Regions from separate parts of the Mus musculus genome. Here all the other regions are linked to region 2. Evidence: chromatin contacts called from public HiCAR-type and promoter capture Hi-C data. All regions are on one chromosome and are shown on one strand. Each heading gives the region's core, a stretch centred on a gene start, on an enhancer-like site or on the middle of the called end of the contact. The rest is flanking DNA. Distances are from core to core; before and after follow the strand shown. Region 1 holds the start of Rtf2 (replication termination factor 2). Region 2 has its middle 24 kb from the start of Zfp217. Region 3 holds the start of Aurka (aurora kinase A). Region 4 holds the start of Bmp7 (bone morphogenetic protein 7). Region 5 holds the start of Rbm38 (RNA binding motif protein 38). Region 6 holds the start of Cass4 (Cas scaffolding protein family member 4).

Region 1 (2,700 bases), core at 35-2,534, 2.3 Mb before region 2:
GACCCAATGGAGTTTATTAGGGATGTGTCAGGAAGTTATGCAGTGTCTTAAGTACAACACTGGATGGGATTCACCTCCCATCCCAAAGTTCTCTGAATGTTGGATCAGGAAACATGATCCTCCCCGTGCTGGGAACTGTATCGGGGGCATTCTCTCCCCGTGCTGGGAACTGTATCGGGGGCATTCTGTGCCTTCTATTATTAAACAGTCATCATCAACACTAGCTTTGAAATGCACATAAATGGATGGGGACAGTGGTTCATGACTCTAGGCCACGTCAGTGGTGTTAACTAACTTTGCGGCATTCAATTTCCCATCCATTAAGTACACACTTTGCTCAATGTCTTGTAAGATTTACAGAATGCCCACGCATTTATTCAAAAATATTCACTGTGGCAGAAACTGTGCTAGTTCTGGAAGAAAAACAGTGCACAGAGTTCACCAGGAGGAGCTTGCAGTCACGTGACCATCAGCTGGGCTCAACCACCAATTCAGAGTGCTAAGAGCTGATAATTAGTTTAAGAAGGGTGTGACTTCACAAAGGGGAATGGTTTGGGGAGACTTTAATACACAAAGCTCAGGCTGGAGAGATGGCTCCGTGGTTAAGCCTGTGTACTGCTCTTCCAAAGGATCCGCGTTTGGTTCTAACAGCCAAGATTAATGGCTCACAAAAACCTGTAGCTCTAGCTCCCGGGCGTCCGATGCTTTCTTCTGGCCTCCTTGGATACCACACTCACACACAAAACATTTTTAAAAAAAGTATTATTCAAATACCAAGGCCTGTTGGCCAACACCTTTAATCCCAGTGCTCAGCAGGCAGAGGTGGGAGTCCCAGCCAGCCAGGGCCACACTGTGAGAGCCTTTCACAAAAACACACAAAGTCCATAAATAGCATCTATCACCGTGATCGTCGCTAGCTACAGATACGTTCCAGTCCTGGCTGGGCCACTAACTAGCTCTCCAGTCTCCGTCCCGTTCAACGTTAATGTTTCAAATCAACACAGCGTCTGTGGGGAGGATCCCAGTCTAACCGTACTGTTCAGTGCCTGCAAACAGTAAACCCTCCACAAGCGCTGTGACCACCGTTCATCCCGAGCCCCGCAGCCCGCAGTCCCCACTGACCTTCTCGACCTTCTTCGGCCCCTTCACCAGCTCGTGCCTCTTGGGGATGGTGCCTCCGTCGCAACCCATCCCAAAGCCGAAATCAGAAACCGTAGCAAAAACCAGAAGCCTTAGCAAAGACGAGAAGCCGTCGCTTCCGGGGTCTCTGGCGAAACCCTACCTACTTCCGGCGCTCCTTGATGACGCACACAACCAGCGCGCCGCGAAAGGGGCGGGGTCGCCGCGCGAGGCCTTGGTCCACACCAATTGTCTTGAAAATCTTGTCCGGGAGTTGGGCGTGGTTTCAGGGCGACGTGCTGGAGCATCCTTGGAGTGCGTCCACTTCCGGTCGTGGGCGGTCCCTGTTTTTTCCTCTGTGGTTCCGTAAGCTTGGGCCTGAGGGAGGACGGGAGAACATTTGTCGGGGTTGTCCCGAGGTCTGCGTCTCTGGCATTTTTGCAGACCAGTAGTGCTGTAAGTCTAAGGAGGAGATGGCCGGAATCTGTCTTCTCAGCTACCTCTCATGTATTTTAAATCCAGACTTAGAAAAGAAAAGACGTTGTGGGTGCTAGAGGGATGGCTCAGTGGTTAAGATCACTGACTGCTCTTCAGAAGTTCTGAGTTCCATTCCCAGCAACCACATGGTGGCTCACAACCATCTATAATGATATCTGATGCCCTCTTCTGGTGTGTTTGAAGACAGCTACAGTGTACTCAAATACATAAAATTAAAAAAAAAAAAAAAAAAAAGACGTGGTGGGTGGGCCTGCTTGTGCGCTACCTAACTGCAGATGCCTGTCGAGGCCTGAAGAGGGTGTTCTATCTTCCTGGGACTGGAGTTGATATGGTTGTGAGCTGCTGGGGTTCTGGGAATCCATCCTGTGCTTACTCAAAGAACAGCAAGCATTCTTAGCCACTGAGCGCCTCTCCACCCTGTATCCAGATGTATTTTGGGCAGAAGCTAGGGCTACAGTGTCTCCAACAAGCTTAGAGTAGCCACTCATCCCATTGTACCAGCTACAGAGATTAGTGCAGACAGAGAAAGGGGAGGGTGATCATATTGGGAAGAGAACAAATAAGGGGTTCAGTGACCCCCTAGTCTGCCTTTGGGGTACTAACATGAGCTGTAGGCCCAGAGGAACAACAGGGGCAAATGGTATGCATAAGTGAGCAGTCCTGGGATAAGTATGGCCTCCTTCATTTCTGTGTCTACACCAGTCCTGCAAGGTGGCCATTCTGAAGCCCACACTGCTTAAAGTGACCAGATAGTCTCAGATGACCATCTTTTCTGCCTTTTCACCCTCACTTAGGGGAGTGCTGTGTCCTCTGGGACTCCAATGCTCCTGGGATCCTAGGTGGTTGCAGGCCTAAGAAGTGACTTACTGTGCCTTCAGCTTTATGACACTAAACACCCTCAACTTGTCGATGGCTCTTTCAAGGGAGAGAGTCACACGTAGGTGTCTTAACAGTAGTTCTGCATCTGATTTTGTGGCTTCTGAAATTTCATAGCTCAAAGGATGCAACTTGCCACAAAATGCAGAGATCAATCAAAGGTTAAAGCCAGGTGGTGGTGGCGCACGCCTTTAATCCCAGCACTTG
Region 2 (2,880 bases), core at 185-2,684:
GGGCCGGAGTGAGCAGAATTAACCGGAGCGAGCAGAGGTACCTAAAGTTCAATTCCAACAACCACATGAAAGCTCACAAGCATCTGTATGGTTACAATGTACTTACATACATAAAATAAATAAATCTTAAAAATAAAAAGAATGCATATTAACGGCTGGGTGTGTTGGTACACATCTCTAATTCCAGCTCACCAGAGGCAGGGCTAGTAGGATCTCTGTGAGTTGCTAGTCTACCTAGCAAGTTCTAGGCAGCCAGGACTACATAGAGGTACTCTGTCTCAAAAAGCAAAATATATAAATAAATAATGTTAGGGAAGTACCTGAATTGGTAGGGTGATTGCTCAGCACATGAGACACTGGGCTCCACTCCTTCAATGATAATAACTTGTAATTCAAGACATGAAGGCTAGGAGTTCAAAGTCTGCCTCAGCTACAAAGCAAATTATAGCTGGCAGCCTGGACTTCCATGATAGCTTGTCTCAAATATATAATTTATATACCCACTATATGTGTGTGTGTGTATTTTGGATATATATATATATATATATATATATATATATATATATATATATATATGCGTGTGTGTGTTTGGATATATATGTGTGTGTGTGTTTATCTATAAATATTGATATATTTGTTTTATTTATATACCCACTATATGTGTGTGTGTATTTTGGAGATATATTTGGCTATATATATATAGCCAAAAACAGTCTCCTCGTTTAAGAAAAGAGTCAGGATGAAGCTGTTTCAAGCAAAAAACCAGCTCTCTCACATTTCTTCCTGACACAAACATTTGTTGACAGGCTTTTGGTCACTAAGCTAGCCTGAGTTCAGAACTGAGAAAAGGATCAAGAAATCAGTACTCCCTAGCCAAACACACTCTCATTTGTAACCCATTTCTGGCCAAATTCTGTAAGGCTGGGGCTTGTATGTAAGGCTTCCTAGGAACACGGGCCAGCCTATCTGGGGACCACGCCCATTTACAGTTCCACATGAAACCTGGAGGCCGGCCAGGGCTATGGCCAAATAGTTACTGCACCAGAATTAGTTAATCACAGGCCCCGGGGGAGATAGAGAGAACCCCCTCCACATGGACTAGCAGGGTATGGGGAGGTTCTGAGCTTCTGTCTTGGACACCCCAAGACCCTCAGCTATGTCCACTCTGCCCAAACTCCCCAGACCTCAGCAAATCGGGATAGCCTATCCGGGTTTAGGCCACAGACTGCTTTAGGCAGAGGTAGGAGAGAGAGAAAGAGAGAGAGAGAGAGAGAGAGAGAGAGAGAGAGAGAGAGAGAGAGAGAGAGAGAGAGAGAGATGGTGCAAGCAGGTTTCGAAATCTTGATGATTTCATGAACCAGTCAGTGTCTCCTTGCAGAAAAGCGCCGCGATTGGCGTCGGAGAATAACCGGCTTTGGGAAGCTTTCTAACTATCCAGGAGCCGCTGAAGCGGCCAGGCATCCCGGTCTGCCTGTTTCCATCCTCCAGAGGGAGTTCATTCACCTGATAACAAGGCTCGCAGAAAATAAACTGTCACACACTCGCTGCTTCTCACTTCCTGTTCTCTCTGGCAAACGCCCGAGGTTGTCCTCCTCGCTTCTGTTTCCTGTTTGGCTTTTCCATTGTATTCATTTAGATTTCTAGTCTTAAGAGTTATTCACTAAGCTGTCTTTTCAGCTGGCATAGGTGAATTGTTCGTAATAATGCGTTGCATTATGGCCTTTTTGGACATGTATATGATGAATATGGTACTCCACCCCTCCCCCACCTTCCAAAATGCCCCCCCCTTTACTTTTTTTTTTTTTTTTTTTTTTATCTTTGTGTGTGTGTGTGTGTGTGTGTGTGTATCCCTGGCTGTTGTGGAACTCACTCTGTAGACCAGGCTGGCTGCCTGTTTCTGCCTGCCAAGTGCTGGGATTAAAGGCACGAACAAGTATCCCCCTTTTATTTTTAAAATGGCCATTCTATCTTGCGCATTACCCAATGAGTTTAATTAGGGTTGTTTTCAGGAGTGTAGGTGGGAGAGGTGTTTGAGCATCTTAAACTAGTCAACATTTAAAAGTCGACCTTCTCTTCAAGAAACTGGTGTCTTTAACCTCAAAAGGAGAGTAGCTGTAGTCACTAGAATGGCATTCTGTATGTTTCTGTAGCGTATGAACTACATAAATAAAACTAGTTCAAATGTTACCTTGAAATCATTGGGACATGGTACCTATTTATTTATTTATTTTAATTTAATAACTTTAGTTTTGTGGCGAACGAAGCTGAGTACCATGTGGCTGAGTCACATCCCCCCCCCCCTCCAGCGCTCATTTCAATTTTAAAACTTCCTTAAATATCCCTTAACCAATGAGAAGGCAGTATCAAGGTACAAAGTTGTGGAAAACGCATCAAGGAGACCCATTACTTTCTTTGCTAATCCAGAAAGATTAATCTTAAAAAATGTAAAAAAAAAAAAAATTAGGAAAAATCCTGCCCCTTTTGTCTCTCCATATAAACAATCCTACATAAACAGTCCAAAAGCTGACACAGACGACGCCCATTGTCCCTGCTAGTGTGGTTAAAAGTAGCGTCGGCGCGATAAACCCAGTGATTCAGACGTGGAGAATATTGGTAATGTTGTAGGTATGCAAATAGAAATTAGTCGGGTCCCAGGAAGACTCTGTAATTCTAAATTCTGTAAATAAAGTTAAAATCGAGAGCGTATCTGAGGTTACCCGGAATCTATTTGCATACAGGCTTATCTTGTTTTTTTAGGCAGAAGAAGAAGGGTGGGGAGGGGAGGAGGAAGAAGGAAAAAAAAAAAATCCCAATTTTCACCACATGTTCTCAAAATATGTCGCCTAAGACGACACCGGGTCGCAGGCCTAAGTGCTGACT
Region 3 (2,843 bases), core at 164-2,663, 2.2 Mb before region 2:
CCGGGCTCAGTTTTAAACCAAATGACTAGCAAGGCCACACAGCATAGTACTGACCAGAGTTCTTAACAATAATAACACCATGCAGGTCCTACTGGCAGATGCGGTGCCAAGCACCTAATTAGCATCCAATCACTAAACGAAGCTATTCAATATATTCGTGTTCATTAGAAAGAAATGGGGGCTGGAAAGATGGCTCAGTGGTTAAGAGCACTGTCTGCTCTTCCAAAGGACCTGGGTTCAATTCCCATGGCGGCTTACAACTGTCTCTAACTCCAGTTCCAAGGGGCCTGCCACCTAGACACCAATGCATGTAAAATAAAGCTAAATAAGTTTTTTTTTAAAAAGAAAGAAATGAATACAAATCTACCCCTGCATAAGATATTGGGACACAACAGAGGGTGAAATGTGTTCTAAGAATCTAGGGCACCCGTTCAAGTTAAGCCCTCCCCTTCCCCTCAAAGTTGAGGGGGAGCCTGCACACTCCAGAGCCCAGAACTTAACCATTTGACCTATCATCTTTACTCCTGTCAGGAAACATCTGGGGTTGTATCACGACATTTAAAGAAAACGGGGGTGGGAGAAGGAGGTTGAGCCTTTACTTAACTCCCCGCTTAACTTCCAATGGGACACAGATAACTTATATCCTTCCCGGAGGGGACACCGAGGCACGAGACCGGAGGAGCTCGCCCCCGGAAAGCTAACACCGGGGAATGCAGGGGGCCCAAAGCGAAGCCGCGCGACCACTTCTGCTCAGGGCGGAATTCCGGCTTGGACCCACCGGGACCGAGGCCCTTTGAGAGCCGGGGTGCAGGCCGGGCCGGCCAACTCTAGGACACGGACTTGGGGCGAGCGGCCTCCTGCCATCCTCTCCGTTAGCCCCGGTCCTTCACGTGATCCACTACAGACCCTAGCCAACCACACTAGCCCGCTTCCTTACGCCCCCTTGACCCCGTACCCGCAGATCAGGGTCTCGGTCTCCCGCTCTCTTCTAGAAAAATGGAGGAGCGAATCGTGCCCGATCGATCGCTCGGAGTGCACACCCAGTGCGCACGTGCAAAGGGCATGCAGCCGAGCGCCGAGCATCCCTGCTCCCTCGCAAGTCTGCCCTTCTCGCCATCTTACTCACTGGCACGTTCGAGACGCTCATTCACCGTCTCCGAACTAATCACCTCCGCGACTGCCTTGAATCCAAAGGGCTGTGTGTGACTGGCGAACGCCTGATCCTGGGGAGCACGGCGGGCGATAGAACGGCCGCAGATCGGACGGGCCGTTGGTGCACCACTTCCGGGCTCCGACAGCTCAGTGCGCCTGCGCCCAGCTACGGCAGGGAACGAGCTTCCCATAGTCGCGTTTACGGTGAGCCAATCACAGAACGGCATTGCTCCGGCTCTAGCCAATCAGCTCTTGGAGTAGAGGGTTTGACTCCTATTTTAAAAGGAGAACCTTTGAATTGTAACGGCTGAGCTACCGGGATCGCTTGGAGGCTTCGGTCGGGAGCAGGTTCCTGCCTGTGAGTTGGAAAGGGACATGGCTGTTGAGGGCGAGCCTGGATGCTGCAAACGGATAGGGAAGGCTGTGTGGCGTCGGGGTAATGGACTGTCTCAGTGGGTTTGCATTCTGTTTAAGAAAGGTCCAGACGTTTAAGATTTCCCGGCTTGGTTTTAGGTTCTTGTGGGAATGGGGATCCAGACCATCAGCTAACCGAGTAATTTGCAAACCGATGGTGGATGCGGGAACTGCGGCTTATTGGGGACTGCTTCGGGTGGAGAATCAGAGTCTAAGTCGACTCGACGAGTCTGTGGATGAACGGGAGTTCCCTCGTAGAGTGCCCAGGACTGGTGCTGCTCTTCCCGCAGCCTTCTGAGCAGTTTATGTCGGGACTACTTGAGGGTCTGTTTCAAAGCGCAGACCCGCTAAAGCTCAGTTTGTAGAATATTCCAGAAGTTTTAGGATTGAACACTGCCTTCGTGGTGGCCGCCGCTGTTTATTCCAACAGTAAGGTGGTGGAGGCAGGATCAAGTCAAAGGTCATCCTCAGCTACACAGTAGGTCCGAAAAACCAGCCTAAATTACATCCACATACGTCCCTACCTCAACACCTCCATCCCCACCACACACACACACACACACACACACACACACACACACACACCTAAATGTGTGGTTGCTTACATCAGCAGTCTGAGGCAGGAGGTTAGCCTTCGATTTAAGGCCAGCCACAGCTAATAAGTGAGAGCCTGTCTGGGGATGTAGTTCAGTTAGTAGGGTGCTTGCCTAGCCAGCCCTGGATTCCATTCCCAGCACTTGGAACCCCGAGGATGGTGATGACCTCTGTGGTCCTAGCACTGCGGAACTGCAGGCGGGAGGATCAGGAGTTCAGAGTAATCCTCCACCGTATAGCATGCTCAAGGCCAGCCTGGGATCCATGGAACTCTTGTCTCTACCACAAACATAAAGGTTAGGTGTGGTCTTGCATTCTTTTAATCCCAGCCTTTTGGAGGCAGAGGGAGGAACTCGGTGAGTTCAAGGCCAGCTTGGTCTACCTACATAATGAGTTCCAGAACAGCCAGGACTACCCAGGGAGACCCTGTCTCAAAAAAAAAATCCAAACCTAACAAACAAATCCTGGCTCCACTGCAAATACAGGAAATAGAAACCTCTTAGGGATAAGACCCTGGTGTAGCTATTATGGGAAAGCTAAACTGCAGGGCTGGTTATTAACCTTGGTCTGGGGCCCAGGAGTGTGAGGTAGCTGCAACTGCAGTCCTTTGCTCAGGGCTTCTGCCTCCTGCCTAGCTTCCCTGATCTGAAAAGGGGAACCCTGTGGCATGTGCAACTTTCTTG
Region 4 (2,746 bases), core at 103-2,602, 2.8 Mb before region 2:
CTCACCATCCCCACTCACTCACTGCCATTCTGGGTGAAGGCTGCTTTGCTCCCATTTTTCAGATTAGGAAACGGAGGCTCCAAAGAGCAGCAATCCACTGAGAGACCCAGTATCTGTCTGGGACGTTTCCTCCTGGGAGGAGAGGGAGGCTAGTCCTTTGAGACAGGAAAATGCAGTCGGGAGCTCTTCTGAACTTGGGTACCAACTGCCTACTCCTCAGGCCCTACCTGGGGCTAGGGGTGGGGTTGTTAGACAGTGAGGTACCAAAGGACTCATGTCAGGACCCCGCCCCCCCAAGAGAGGAGGGGGGTGGGAACATTCTCTAGTCCCAGATTTCACTTATGTACTCTGTAGAGCTGCAGCATCTGGGGTTTGAAGGCTTTGGGTTAAAAGATACTTGGGAAGGAAAAGCCGAGAAGTACCTGGGCCCGGATCCCTTGGGTGCTGGACTTGAGGGGAGGTGTGTGTGTGTGTGTGTGTGTGTGCGCGTGTGTGTGTGTGTGTGTGTGTGTATGTGTGTGTGTGTTGGGGGAGTGAAGTGTAGAAAGAACTTTATCTCCACATTATCTCTGCCAGTCCTGGAAGGTTCCCAGAGGAAGTGGCACCCGAGGGGGGAGGGGCAGGGAGAGAACGTTCCCCGAGGAACAAAAGCCAGGATAGCAGAGGGGCAAGCGGTGGGGGTACCGAGGGGGTTTTGCATGACTGGAGCAAATGGAGTGTTGGGGGGGGGGCGGTTCGAAAGATGAGCCAGGTCCAAGAGTGGCCACCTCCGAGGAGCCTTCTCGGATTCCTGCGCTCCCTCCCGGATGCTTTCCTAGCACAGCCCTTAGTTGCTACACTTTGGCCACTTCCAAGTGCGAGTCCCGAGAGAGCTGGGCAGATTGGGATTCTTCTCTCTGGGTCCCTGCGGCGTCTGTCCCAGTGCCGGACACCCGGTGGGCACTCGGTAAATATTTGTAGAGCGCCCTGGGAGGAATGAATGAAGCCATTGGGCCAGGCTTGGGGAGGGCGGGGACAGGCGCAGGTGGGAGGCAGCGGGAGCGGGAGGGGCGGGGAAGTCAGTCCTCCCGCTCCTCCCCCGCTCCCCGGCCCCAGCGCGCCCAACTCCGGGGCTCCCGAGGCGGCGGGCGGGCGATCCGGGCGCGCAGGGCCCTTGTATTGGGCACGCGGGAGATCGGAAAGGGGTTTGTTGCTGGTGCCCGCGGGCCCGAGCGCGATCAGAGCGGGAGGAGGGAGCTAGGGTTCGCTCAGCGCCCAGCTGCCTCTCCGGCACTCGCTCTCCGGACTTGTAGGTCTGCAAGCTGCTGCTCCTCCCACCCCGGCCCGCCTCCTCGCTCTCTTGCTCGCTCTCTGGAGTTGCTGTGCTAGCCTTGCCGTGCGTCCTGGCGAGTGCGGGCCGAGGGGCCCCGGGCCAGAACTGAGTAAAGGACAGGGGCGTCCCGGGCAAAGCGCAGCCGGCCGGGGAGTGGCCATGTGTGGCGAGGCCGCCTTGAAGCTCGCCTGCAGCAAGTGACCTCGGGTCGTGGACCGCTGCCCTGCCCCCTCCGCTGCCACCTGGGGCGGCGCGGGCCCGGTGCCCCGGATCGCGCGTAGAGCCGGCGCGATGCACGTGCGCTCGCTGCGCGCTGCGGCGCCACACAGCTTCGTGGCGCTCTGGGCGCCTCTGTTCTTGCTGCGCTCCGCCCTGGCCGATTTCAGCCTGGACAACGAGGTGCACTCCAGCTTCATCCACCGGCGCCTCCGCAGCCAGGAGCGGCGGGAGATGCAGCGGGAGATCCTGTCCATCTTAGGGTTGCCCCATCGCCCGCGCCCGCACCTCCAGGGAAAGCATAATTCGGCGCCCATGTTCATGTTGGACCTGTACAACGCCATGGCGGTGGAGGAGAGCGGGCCGGACGGACAGGGCTTCTCCTACCCCTACAAGGCCGTCTTCAGTACCCAGGGCCCCCCTTTAGCCAGCCTGCAGGACAGCCACTTCCTCACTGACGCCGACATGGTCATGAGCTTCGTCAACCTAGGTGAGTGGCGGTGGGAGGGGATATATTTCAGACTGGGGCCACTTTGGGACTGGGAGAGGGTCTCTGCTTACAGCCACTGTGGTCCACCTTTCCATTTGCAAAGCATCAGTGCCCGCCAGAGACTCTTCGCCCCGGGGTCTTAGTAGACTTTAAGCTCTGTGCGTCTCGGATAAGTCTTGCTGGCTCGGAGGGTTTGTCCGGGCTATCCGGAGGGTGCACCCCCAGCCCTGAGTCTCTGTCTGCTCCGCCGCGGGTTCATCTCACTCAGGGGCGGGAGGTCCCGGCTCGGCAGCGGCTTAGTTCAAAGCGCCCGGCTGGGTCATGTGAGCTGAACCGGCTTCAGCGGCCCGCGCTACCTGGATTTAAAGGGCCCTTGTGGGCAAAGCTGCCTTCCCGCCTTTCCTCTGCCCCTCTGAGGCCAGCTTGGTTCTGACATCCCGCGCATCCCCTTTTCTTCCCCTCTCTGACCCTACCTGTCCCATTGCGGAGCGCTGGTTTCGGCGTGCGCTCGGAGTGCCGCGGGGCTCCTCGCCTAGCCGCCAGTCGCCCACCTTTGGACTCTCGGCTGGAGCCGGGGAAAGAACGTTGCCATTGCGAGTTTTCTATTTTAAATGTTTAATGATAGGTCCCGGGCGGGCAGAATCCATTTTCAGCGTTTATCACGTGTGGCGCGCAAACCACGGGTTTTGGCGATTGGGTGGCTGGGGACCTCGGAACAGAGGCCGCCA
Region 5 (2,785 bases), core at 266-2,765, 2.9 Mb before region 2:
TTCCTTCCCACCCACAGCCAGCTACAGCCACTCACCCGTAGGTGCGCTGGATCAAGGTGGGGTGTAGTTGCTGCACACCAACAGCAAAGCCTAAAACAAGAGAGCAGTTAGGAACAGCACACTGCATGGGTAAGGTCCCAGGGCCACACACAGGGAGGGCAAATAACACGCGCCACTCTCCTGGTCAAAGCACATTAAGTCCACAGGCTGTACCAGCTTTTCGGGATGATCCCCTGCCTGGTCGGCATCTGACTTCTTCCCTCCCCAAGAGTAGGAGACTTTGGAAAAAAAAAATCATTATCCCTGGGACCATAAACTGCCGAGAAAGAGGAGCAAGCTCCCAAGCCAGGGGTGGTTGCCCTGGGCTGCCTCTGCAGGCACATGATTGCTGGCTGCCACTCGGGGACAAAGGGGGAGCGGGGGCAGCGTTTTTCCATCAGACAGATACCAAAGCTGAATATAGAAACAAGGAGGGCTGGAAAGAAAACTCAAAGCTCTTACCCGTCTGTAAGCTCCTAGGCTTGGCACCCAGGTAGGCCAGGTTCACATTGGCCTTGCGACCATCGATGATAGGGTTAGGGTCTTTGCAAGCCCTATCAGCCGCTGCCCGATCTGCCATGGTCACCTGCAGGAACACAGAGGGTCAGGGGCTTTGGTGGCTGGCTGAGGAAAACAAGGCAGAGAAGGGAAGGGGGTTTTGCCCGGGCATCGGGCCATCTCTGGGTCTTTCCTCCCAGAAGAGTATCTGGTATTTAGGACCCTTGGGGCACTGTCTTCTCTGCCTCCAGGGCTGCAGCTCCTTCCCCAAAGTTCAAGTGCGGAGTGCCTTCAAGGACAGCGACAATCCCCTAGGAAGTGGAGTAAAGGGAACCTCAAGGGGAGTCCTCCCCACCCCCCCGCTGTCCAGGCCATCAGTAAGTACCGTTAACTTTCTCAGAGAATTAGTTTGGGGACACTAGAGTGGAAGGAAGTGGGAAACCGTCTTCAAGTCGCTGGCGCTAACAGCTTACGCTTCTTTGGGGCAGCTGGAAAGTGTGGGGGAAGGGCCGACGGCCCCGGGAAGCCCCGGAGTCCCGGCTGCGCGCGGCGGGTCTGGGAGGCGGTGGGGGAGGGGCGGCGGCAGGTGCGCGCGCCGCGGGCACTCACGAAGCCGTAGCCGCGGGACTTGCCGGTCTGGCGGTCGGTGATGACCACGGCCTCCTCGATGTCTCCGAAGCCCTCGAAGTACTTTCTGAGCGATGCGTCGGTGGTGTGGTAGGGCAGGCCGCCCACGAAGATCTTGGTGAACGTGGTGTCCTTCTGTGAGCCGTGCATGGCGCTGGGGGCGGCGGACGGCCGCGGAAACACACTCGGGGAGCACGCGGGCTGCAGCAGCATCGGGGCCGCCGCTACCGAGCCGGCCGGCGCATGCGGGGGTGTCCCAGGCCGAATCCGAGTTCCCCACGCTGTCCCGCGCCGCTTCTCCGTCCGCCGCGAAGCGTCTACTCCGCGCCCTGCGAGCTGCCGGCCGCCTTTGTAGCCGGCCACGCCCCGCGGTCACGCCCCTCTCGTTTAAGACACGCCTTTGGAAGCGGGGGCCGCCGGGAATTGTAGTTCTAAGTACGTCCCGCGTGCCAGGACGCGGGTCCGGCGAATGAGGTGACTTAGCCCCTAGGTGCTCGCCGGTATCAGCTTGTCTGTCTCGCGGGGCGCACGGTCCGGTATATTCCAAGCGTTGCTTGATTCAGTGGTTTACACCCGAGCGACTAGGGGTGCAAACGTACTTGTTAAAAGGTCCGAAAAAAAAAAAAAAAAAGGTCCGAAGGAGTGCCTCAGCTACTCATTCGCGAACCCTTGTGGTTTGATCTCCCCATCACAAAAACCTGGCTGGTGACACACACCTGTAAACCCAACACTCAAGAAAGAGAGTCAGTTCAAGGCCACCCTTGGCTATATACTAAGTTTGAGGCCAGCTGGACTAAATCATACCCTGTCTCCAAAAAATAAAAAATAAAAATAAAGGGCAAAGTGAATTTGCCATGTTTATAAAAATAATTCACACGCACACCATAATACATCACACGTACTTTGGCGGTCCTGTGGTGTCAGGGATTCTCTGCTGGGACTTCAACAATGGCATACCCCGGGACACTAGGTAGTCTGTGAAAATGAGGGCTAATCGATAGTGAATACACCTTTTACAGTCTTGTAGAAAGCTAAGAGCTTTCTACTTTCTACTTTCTACTGTGAGGAAGAACAAAGGCGGCTGGGCTCCCATGTCACTGACATGGGACCGCCTGTGGGGTCACCCTTAGCAGGAGAACAAGCAGAAGGCATGACATGGCCTGTGTAGAACGTGGGCCAAGGCTGGGACCATGATGCCAGTCTGCAGAACTCTTCCCCACCAGCGCAAATGCAAACGTGGGGCCCTTGTTAGAGACAGAAATTTCAAACAGCCGAGTGGAATACACCGGTGATCCTAATACTGAGGAGTTGGGAGGGTGGGAGGGTTCCGGGTCCATACCCTGCTACACAGAAAGTCAGAAGCTAGCCTGTATGATGGGAAACCATAAAATAGAAAGAAGAAAATGGGAATTTCAGCACAGAAGCAGGCACGATGCTTTAGCCTCCGGGCCAGGAAGCAGCCCTGATCCTGCGTCCCTCATGTCCCCATTCCTGGTTATCACACTGGGACCTGAAGACCTACAGCTTTTAGTGGGGCTAAAACTGGCCTGGCCCCACTGGTCAAGGCGGACAGTAAGGCAGGCAGCCTCTGGGCAGGTTCAGCCCCAGTCAGTCTAGTCCC
Region 6 (2,700 bases), core at 9-2,508, 2.2 Mb before region 2:
GCTTCACTTTCCTTGTGATCTCTCCTCCTTCTCCCCAAGCCCCCGCATACAGTATGGGTGTGTGAAACCCAAAAGTTGATGTCACAATGTCCTTCTCCATCACCCACCCACTTTATTTGTGTGTGTGTGTGTGTGTGTGTGTGTGTGTGTGTGTGTGTGTGTGTGTGGAGTTGGAGTTGCTTGTCTTAGGGATGCTGGCCAGAGAACTACAGGGACCTTGCTGTCACCTCCTTGCCGTCTCTGGGGTTACAGGTACACGCTTTCATGCCTGTTTTTTTTGTTTGTTTTTGTTTTTTGTTTTTTGTTTTTTTATGTGGGTACTGGGTACTGAATTCAGGTCCTTATGCCTGTATTGCAAGTACCATCGTCACATCTCAGGCTCCAGTGCCCTTCTTGGGTTAGCAGTGTGCCATGCTATACATATGCTATAGGACCGTCTCTTGGTTCCTGGCCCAGACTTGCAGTTTGTACCAGAGTTCCAGTCCCCAGCGCCCAAAGGAACACGAAGGCAGTTCATGGGTGTCCTTATTGGAGTTAGCAAGAGTAGAGCCAAGGTCTAAGCTCTCTCTATTCAAGAGAAGTGAGTGCCCCAAGCCAGTCAGAATCCTTGAGAGCCACACTAAGCACCTTCAGGATGCAGAGAAAGAGAGAATGTTTAAGAAGTTTGCTGAGTGGTGAAGAGACACACAGTGGGGGCTTGGGCTGTCTGCCTCCTGCCGATTTCACCCCATCATTTCCAGTCATCTTGAAACCAACAACTGGTAAAGAGCAAAGCTTTCTCATTCCAAACCTGCCTGCCACTAATAACCTACCCTTCGTGTTCATTAGAGACCCAAAGATAAAAACAGTTGAGTCAACTGTTGCTCTCATGCACTCAGCCCCAATCAGTCACTCACCTTGGGCGCACCCTCTCTGATGCTGGTGCCTCTCATGGCTGTGATGTGAGCAGGGTCCTCGGAGTTCTGCCGCTGATATATCTGGTTCCAGGGACCAATGATGCAATATCACTGCATGCTGCTGGCTGGTTCCCAGGAGCTGGATTCTATGGAACTGTTTGCCAACACATGGAAACAGTCGAGATGATTCTTTCAAGTAAAGAGAGTCAAATGAAAGGAACGGGGGAGGCGGGGCCAGAGCTTCAGGCCACACCCACGCCTCCATGCCTGCTGTCCCACTTCATGGTAAGTGGAGGCTGACACTCCTTTGCTGTGTGAAACCACAAAAGAAGAAGAAGGAGAAAAAAAAAAAAAAAAAAAAACCCACCCTTCTGCTTTACAAGGTGAAGTTCCTACTTTGAGCAGCCCAGCGTAGGATCACACCGCATTCTTGTCCCTTGAAGACTAATGGAACAATTCCCACCCAGCGAGGCAACACATTTCCATGATGAAGCAAAGCTGCTGGACTTCCGCTGAGGGTCAGCATGTCTTCCTTCCTGTCCCCTGCGGTGTGACAGCTGGGGTAACAGGAGTAAACTGCCCTGCTCTGAACCCCACGTTTTCTACACCTTCACTCCAATTCTCCGTGGTTATATTTTAGCGGGCGCTGCTGAGAGCACCAGATACTGCCCCACACTTGGCTCTTTGTGTCAAGCGAGTGCTCTGAACTCATGAAGTGGAGTCCTCACGACTTCCCAAGTTTAAAGTTTCCCTCAACTCAGACCCAATATCCAGAGAGGAGCCACGGAGTACAAAAAAAAAAAAACCAAAAAACAAACAAAACCAAAACCAAAAACAAACAAACAAACAAACAACCCCAAAAAAACCAAACAAACAAATAAGAAAACAAAACAAAAACCCAAAACTAGCTTAGGCTTCATTTCATTTCAGCATAAGGGTCCCCTCTTCTAAGCAGCTCCTCCCAGCTCCCCTGGGATTCGATCTGTAGACCAGGCTGGCCTTAAACTCACCAAGACCCACCTATTTTTGCCTCCCAGGTGTGAGATTTAAAAAGCATGCCATAGCCAGACCACGGTGGCACTCTCCTTTGATACCAGCACTCCCAGAAAGCAGAGGCTGGCTAATCTCAGTGAGTTTAATGATAGCCTGACTTACAAAGTAAGTTTGGGGCCAGCCCCGAACTCAAAGTGGAAAAAAAAAGTAAATTTAAAAAAATTGAACCAGTGAGATGGTTCAGTGGGTGAAGCTGTCAGCTGCTAAGCTGAAAACTTGTTGGAGTTATTGGAATTACACGGTGGGAGAAGAGGACTCCTGCAAGCTGTCTTTCTGACCTCTGCATGCATACTGCCACTCGTGTGCATACTTCCCTCCCCAGATAAAATAAATGCAATCAAAACAAGCAAACAGATAGAATGCTGTCTCTATTTTAAATGGTCTTTAAGGAACCAGTGATCAGCAATCTGCAGGCGACAGTAGCGAAAGGGGGTGACAATGACTAGACAGGATGAACAGGCTCTAGACAAATGTAGAACCGGGCATGCTCCCACCCCCACATCTACAGTGCTGAGACAGGAGAACAGCTGCGACTTTAAGGCTGTTCTGGGCCACCTCAGAGTTCTAGGCCAGTCTGGACTACGGTGTGAATCTGTCTTAGCAAATAGAAGTAGCTGTCAGCCACATGCTCCCTGCCAAAGTCCACAGGGAAGAAGTAGTAATTTCCAGAAGGCTTTTCACAAGAGAGACACATTCTGAAAAGGGTGGGGTGCGTCAGATCAGAGGCAGTGCGAGCTCCATTTTAGGAAAC

The links. Promoter capture Hi-C pulls out the DNA fragments that hold promoters and counts their contacts. HiCAR-type assays count read pairs that join an accessible place to other places.
Region 1: a contact with region 2 is called in a promoter capture Hi-C map of liver, with 5 times the contacts expected there. The contact joins the promoter of Rtf2 here to the enhancer-like site in region 2. A contact is called at or near these places in 9 of 39 promoter capture datasets (the 3T3-L1 cell line, 3T3-L1-derived adipocytes, the C10 cell line and 5 more), 1 of 115 datasets of contacts at active chromatin or transcription factors (large pre-B cells) and 1 of 9 other capture datasets (adipose tissue).
Region 3: a contact with region 2 is called in a HiCAR-type map of astrocytes, with 6 times the contacts expected there. The contact joins the promoter of Aurka here to the enhancer-like site in region 2. A contact is called at or near these places in 4 of 39 promoter capture datasets (the 3T3-L1 cell line, 3T3-L1-derived adipocytes and hippocampal neurons) and 5 of 115 datasets of contacts at active chromatin or transcription factors (the 230-238 cell line, the NIH/3T3 cell line, T-cell acute lymphoblastic leukemia and 2 more).
Region 4: a promoter capture Hi-C map of liver shows a contact between it and region 2, with 7 times the contacts expected there. The contact joins the promoter of Bmp7 here to the enhancer-like site in region 2. A contact is called at or near these places in 4 of 39 promoter capture datasets (cranial neural crest, embryonic stem cells, hippocampal neurons and 1 more) and 1 of 115 datasets of contacts at active chromatin or transcription factors (astrocytes).
Region 5: a promoter capture Hi-C map of pre-B cells shows a contact between it and region 2, with 5 times the contacts expected there. The contact joins the promoter of Rbm38 here to the enhancer-like site in region 2. A contact is called at or near these places in 6 of 39 promoter capture datasets (the 3T3-L1 cell line, the C10 cell line, the HPC-7 cell line and 3 more), 3 of 484 Hi-C or Micro-C datasets (all in the G1E-ER4 cell line) and 1 of 115 datasets of contacts at active chromatin or transcription factors (large pre-B cells).
Region 6: a contact with region 2 is called in a promoter capture Hi-C map of pre-B cells, with 7 times the contacts expected there. The contact joins the promoter of Cass4 here to the enhancer-like site in region 2. A contact is called at or near these places in 7 of 39 promoter capture datasets (the C10 cell line, the HPC-7 cell line, embryonic stem cells and 3 more) and 2 of 115 datasets of contacts at active chromatin or transcription factors (acute myeloid leukemia and large pre-B cells).

What each region holds. Positions count from the first base shown.
Region 1 is chr2:172,439,162-172,441,861 of GRCm38.p6, reverse strand. Rtf2 (replication termination factor 2) reads right to left here and starts at 1,284. Exons shown (of 9, transcript NM_025542.2): 1 at 1,123-1,284. The coding sequence starts at 1,191.
Region 2 is chr2:170,153,780-170,156,659 of GRCm38.p6, reverse strand. No RefSeq gene overlaps it. Among named protein-coding and RNA genes, the nearest start is that of Zfp217, 24 kb to the right of the region's middle. Within about 2 kb of position 1,434, at least 201 of the 459 cell types and tissues checked have an H3K27ac peak or open chromatin away from gene starts, as enhancers often do. A contact at or near this core is called in the 230-238 cell line, 3T3-L1-derived adipocytes, the G1E-ER4 cell line and 10 more, where this site is marked.
Region 3 is chr2:172,369,140-172,371,982 of GRCm38.p6, reverse strand. Aurka (aurora kinase A) reads left to right here and starts at 1,413. Exons shown (of 9, transcript NM_001291185.1): 1 at 1,413-1,510. Cstf1 (cleavage stimulation factor, 3' pre-RNA, subunit 1) reads right to left here and starts at 980. Exons shown (of 6, transcript NM_024199.2): 1 at 956-980.
Region 4 is chr2:172,938,927-172,941,672 of GRCm38.p6, reverse strand. Bmp7 (bone morphogenetic protein 7) reads left to right here and starts at 1,352. Exons shown (of 7, transcript NM_007557.3): 1 at 1,352-2,018. The coding sequence starts at 1,604. Gm40010 (a long non-coding RNA gene) reads left to right here and starts at 2,028. Exons shown (of 3, transcript XR_867069.2): 1 at 2,028-2,746.
Region 5 is chr2:173,020,632-173,023,416 of GRCm38.p6, reverse strand. It overlaps Rbm38 (RNA binding motif protein 38), which reads right to left and starts at 1,515. Exons shown (of 4, transcript NM_019547.2): 1 at 1,147-1,515; 2 at 502-625; 3 at 36-90. The coding sequence starts at 1,377.
Region 6 is chr2:172,392,202-172,394,901 of GRCm38.p6, reverse strand. It overlaps Cass4 (Cas scaffolding protein family member 4), which reads right to left and starts at 1,258. Exons shown (of 7, transcript NM_001080820.3): 1 at 897-1,258. The coding sequence starts at 932.